2 separate regions of the Muntiacus reevesi genome follow, and region 1 is linked to region 2. Evidence: chromatin contacts called from public Hi-C data. All regions are on one chromosome and are shown on one strand. The core of a region is the stretch at or near the end of the contact, and the rest is flanking DNA. Distances in the headings are between cores, read along the strand shown. Region 1 holds the start of C2H1orf131 (chromosome 2 C1orf131 homolog). Region 2 holds the start of TSNAX (translin associated factor X).

Region 1 (2,700 bases), core at 186-2,685, 270 kb after region 2:
TTGAAGGTAGACATGGGTTTTGTTGTTGTTGCGGTTGTTCAGTCGCTAAGTCATGTCCAATTCTGTGCAGTCCCATAGACTAGCCCGCCAGGCTCCTCTGTCCATGCGATTTCCCAAGCAAGAACACTGCAGAAGGTTGTCATTCCTGTCCCCAGGGGATCTTCCAGACCCAGGGATCCAACTCGGGTCGCCTGCATTGCAGGTGGATTCTTTATCATATGTACATTCTTTTCTGAAACTGAGTTTCTGGCTTACTTTGCTCTTTCATGCTTTCCCCGTTACCACGTTCCTACATAAATTAACCTTAGATTTAAGCCAGAACATTGATAACATGACTTTAAAATATGCACTTTTATTTCTTCCTATGGTAAATAAAAATTAATTTTTTTTTTAAGTCAATTGCCCCACGGTTGTGCAATACTGAGAGCTACAAATTTCTGCCTCAAAATATCTTCATGAATCTGTGAGTGACTAACATTCCGTTGTCAAAAAGGACCAGTTAAAATCAGAAGGGGTTTAGGCGGTGAAAAGGCCAACTGTAGGGAGGCCAGGTGCCATTAGCTGTCTTTCAGAATGACTTGTGGGAAAAGTACAATGATGGACAGAGACAGAGAAACACAATAAAAATTTCCAGAAGCTCCAAATCTTCTTAGATTAAAAGTCTTAGAAACTCGATGCACACATACAAGCCAAACACTTTTTCTCCCGGGAATATCACACCTGCGGAAGAGCGGGGTGGGGAACCACAGGCTATCTCAGGCTGGGTCAGACCCGCAGGTTTCCCCGGTTCGAGGAACCAACCAAAAGGTAGTTCGATTCGCCCTCGCTAGAGACGGAGATTCCCAACTTTCCTCCCTCGTTCCGGTGTCAGCGGCTTCCTGAAGGCCCCATGCCTGGTGGAGTGAAAGGGAAGGAACGAGCGGGCAGGAACCAGAGGAACCATCACCAACACAAACTTCTAAAAGCATACCGACGCTCACACACACAGAGATACACCGTCGCCCTGGAAACCAAATCAATCACCTCATCCCTCCTCTGGGGATCTCGGACCCACTCCTTTGCACCTCGGGTCGCAGCCCGGAGGAACCCGGGACCGAGAGAAGCGGGTCCTCTCGCAGCCCCGCCCCGGCCTCGCTCCCCTGGGCGCATACCGCGTAGAGGAGCACGACAGCCCCGGGACCCGTGGAGCCGACGGAGAAACAAGACTTGGATGAACTGGAAGGATCCATGCTGCGGCTGCTGTCCCGGGTGTGGCCTGGGATTCTTGGCTAAGCAGTGGTGGTGCTGCTGCTGTGGGCGGTTCTTCCGCGCGGGGCGGCTCGACCTCGCCTAGGGCGGCAGCACCCTCTAAGGCCACTCCACAGGACCTCGGGCGCCGCCATCTTAACCAGGACGGAAGCCGCGCGGGGACTCAAGGCGCGCGCAACCCGTCAGAAACCGGAAGCGAACGGGGAGGCCCGCGAGATCTGTGCTGTCCCGCCGCGGCCCGCTGGCCTCACGATGGCTCAGGAGCCCCGGTTGGCGACTTCCGCGCCTCCCGGTTCTCAGGCCCTTCTGGACACTTTGCTCCAGAACCTCTACGACTTTGGTGAGTGCCGGGCCTCGGAGCCCACGTGGAGAGCCAACTTAAGGACCCCGGACCTGGCTGGCCTCAGCTTTCAGGCTAAAGATTCTTGCTCCTCGAGCACTCCTTGGCTCCTCCAACCAGGTTCAGATAATGGGTCCTGCACCCTCCCCTCGCCTACGACCGGGGTCTGTGAGCCTTTCTAAGAATCAGATGTCCCAACTCGTTCCTGAGTGTGGGGGCCAACCGGCTTGCTTGTCGAAAGCATTAACGCTTTCAGACTTAACGAGGAGATGTGCACAGGACCTCAGGCTCTGGAAATGGCATCCTTTCTCACTCCCGACCTCTGGGAAGCCCCTTTCTCCCACGCACCCCCCAGATCCGCCTGACCCTCGGGCATTGGTGACACCTTGTCGCGTTGGGACCTCTTTTGGTGACTTCAGAGAATGGTTTCACATGAAACTTTTCACGACCTTTCAGCCTTAAGTTGGCTGACTTATGCTTGCCTTCATCTTGATTGCGGAAAAGGAAACTTACCATTAAAGGTTGGGAACTCCTGGCACTTAAGCAAGGATCCAGTTCTACACACTCTGAAGAACTTACCCCAGGGAAGATGACACTCCTTCATGCACCGGAAATCATCAGGCATTAGTGCCTTATAGGTCAAACACATTTCTTAAATTTGTAGTATGATGTTGCTGTTTTATTTTGGAGCCAGTTGCTCAAAATTCTAAGCTCATTACATAGCTTAGAATAAAAAATAATAGCTAAAAAAGCATTGCGATTTTACCATACACTCCGTACTTTACATGTATATGCTCATTTCATTATCACAACAATTCTATGAAATAGATACTGTCCTTAATACTGTTATTACAAGACAAATAGCATTATTGTAGAAATAAGCACTAGAGGTTAAAAAACTTGGAAGTTCACCCAGCTAGTAACTTGAAGAGCTTGGATTCTAAGCCCCACACTGTGTTTCCAACTCCTGCACTTGTATTGACTTGTACTGTGGACAGAGTATCTCTGGGCCTTTGGAAATGTTGGAAGACAGAGAAGACTTAGTCTCTGACCTTGAGAAGTCCTAGAGGAGAAGACTTTTCTGCAAAATCTTAAATATAGTTTGTGTTAAC
Region 2 (2,701 bases), core at 59-2,558:
GGAATAAATATTCACGTATAATTTACATGCAGTTGAGCGCCCACTCTCTGCAAAGAGGTATAGTGAAAACAAAAATACAGCATTTCCCTCCTGATTCAGTAGTTGAGACTTCACCACCCAATGAAGAGGGTGTGAGGTTGATGCCTGGTCGGGAGTCCCACATGCCTCACGGCCAAAAAATCAAAACATAAAATAGAAGTAGTTATTATAACAAATCCAATAAAAACTTTAAAAATGTTCCACATCAAAAAAATCTTTAAAAAAACAAAAAGTCTCCAAAAGCCTAGTGGAGAAAACAAAACCAATACACGTTAAAAATTAAATAACCAAATATCCGTATGTATACTGCTGAGATGTATGTTTGTGTATCAGGCGTACAGGAATTTTCAGTCATGTGGCAGGTCTGATGTTAATTAATGTTTACCTGTGAAACTTAAAAGGGAAAAAAAAGTCAAGACTTCTGTAATCTCAATTTTCATAGCAGACCGAGCACCACTGCAAAACCTCCAGGAAAAGTCTCAAGAGACTGAAGCATAACATAGATACGTGATCCTTTTTACAACCTCTTTAGTTCTCTTCCCTTCACCCGTTTACATGATAGAGAACTTACATTTGAAGGCCAACATCACAGGTGAAGATGAATTAACATCCTTCCCTTCTCTTCTCTGGTTATGTGGGAAATTGTCATGCTTCCTTTTCCTGAACCCTCCTGATCCTTACATAGAGAAGGAAAAAAAGGTTGGACAGGGCTCTCCCATCGCCAGGACTTGACAACACCTATTAGAGGTAAACCCCTTTCTTCCTTAAAACCAGACCTCCCCTGGGCCGTCATCGCAGAGACTTTCTCAGCAAACGAACAGAAATGCAGCCCTACCTTCCCCGACCACCTCCCAAACGTTAAGCTCATCCAAACCTCCCACAATGGGTTCCCTGATCTGGAACAACACGGGGCAATTACCGAACTAAGATAAAAATGGCTCGAGGATTAAGGAAAAGAGGTAAGTAGGACCAATGTGGCCGGGGAAATCACCAGGGCCGCCGCCCCCCGAGTCTGCGAGGGGAGAAAGCATCTTTCAACGGTGGGAAGTGGAAAATGCGACCAAAAGTCTGGATTAAATAAATAAATCACGCCCAAAGCTATTGAGGATGCCACCTTCTTTGCTGCTCATGTCTTCACGGCCTACGGCGAGAAGAGAGAAGACTAAGCGCCTCGGGGCGAGCAGGGTAACGCGCGGCGGCGGCCGAAAGCCCTCAGCAGCGCCCGGTACAGCCGGCCGACGTCAACGCACTAGCCGGAAGCGCGCGCCAGCAACCACTCAGGCTTCCCTCTTCGCCCGCGCACACTTCCGGCCGCGTCCCCGCCCCGCCTCCGCTGCCTCTGCCCTGCGCTTGGCCCGAGGACCTCGCGCCCGGGCGCTGTTGTCGCAGCTGCCCTCTGCTGCGCCTGAAGACAGAAGCGACTTTACACACTTTTCCGTATTAGCTGTTCAGAAAAAAAGACGACTGCATCCCTCTGAGAGTGAGAGCAGTGTGAAGGCTGGAAAGCGACGAAAGATGTATGATTTTTTTTTTTTTTCTTTTTCTCAAGGCGCCTTTGGAACACCCTCGCGTGCGCCCCCGCATGGGCCCCTGGCCCCCGCGCGGTGCATAGTGGGGATTGTAGTTCGCCGCTAGAGGCGGCTCTGCGGCGCCGGGGAACCTGCGGGTGAGAAAGGGAGCATCCCCGCGTCTCCTCTGCGACGGTTTTCTTGTGATCGAGGCTGAACCTTACCGAGATAGGAGTCTTTTCCGTTCCTGGCAGTGACGCCAGCAGCTAAAGCGATGAAAATATGCATATCAATCAGTGCAAGACGTTGCTGGTTCTTTCTCCCCTGTGTGTCCTCCTCCCGCCCCTCCCTCTCCCCCTCTCCCTCCCTCTTCCTGTGCCCGCCGTTGTGCTCCTCTCCGGAATGCCTGCTTTCGCGGTGGTCTCCGTCGCTGAGTGACTGTGTAACCTTAAGGAAGTAATTCATCTCTAGCTCAATTTCTTCATCTGTAAAATAGGGGTAAATTTGGACCCGTCTCGTAGGATTATTTGACCATTAAATGAGTTACCACTAAGAAGCGCAGAAGAGTCTTTCAGATAGTAAAGTCTCAGTTAAAGATTAGCTTTGATACCCTTCTTCCCACCGTCACTTTCCAAAAGGAACATGCGCTCCAGCATCCTTAGGGTAGAGCTCAGGCTGAGGCTTGGTTAGTTGGACGGCCTGGGGCGGGTTGGGAAAACACAAGTACTATATTAGTACGTTTTCCCTAAATAACCTCTTTATTGTGGGCACTCTATATACACAGTCTTTCCTCCTTGTTTACTTAGTAACAAAGGAGCAGTGATTGAAATGAAATAACTTGGCAGTGATTTCTAGCGCCTGACAGACCTGTGTCATAGGAAGGTTTTCTGTTCTAGCTAATCTCTAGGGTCTCTTCAGCTCTGGAGCAAGAAGCTTGGGAAACACCACCCATTACGTCTCTGCAGCTTTGAATACATGTATCAATTAGCCAGATTCCTTGTGGATAAAGTAGGCTCCTGAAGACCTCGACTGAACTGCTTTGCTGATGTACTGAGCTGCTTTGCTGATGATGTTGGTCGTAAAATTCCGAGTTTGTGTGAAGTCTGATCCTACTGACCCTTATCCAGTGGTCTTCTACTCTTTGATTAGAGATG

What was found. A called contact is a pair of places that touch in the nucleus more often than the background predicts.
Region 1: a Hi-C map of blood shows a contact between it and region 2, with 2.7 times the contacts expected there. The contact joins the promoter of C2H1orf131 here to the promoter of TSNAX in region 2. A contact is called at or near these places in 2 of 3 Hi-C or Micro-C datasets (blood and muscle).

Annotation. Positions count from the first base shown.
Region 1 is chr2:89,778,391-89,781,090 of mMunRee1.1, forward strand. C2H1orf131 (chromosome 2 C1orf131 homolog) reads left to right here and starts at 1,436. Exons shown (of 7, transcript XM_065922315.1): 1 at 1,436-1,588. The coding sequence starts at 1,501. GNPAT (glyceronephosphate O-acyltransferase) reads right to left here and starts at 1,382. Exons shown (of 16, transcript XM_065922314.1): 1 at 1,152-1,382. The coding sequence starts at 1,229.
Region 2 is chr2:89,511,027-89,513,727 of mMunRee1.1, forward strand. TSNAX (translin associated factor X) reads right to left here and starts at 1,309. Exons shown (of 6, transcript XM_065922310.1): 1 at 1,154-1,309; 2 at 611-715. The coding sequence starts at 1,169.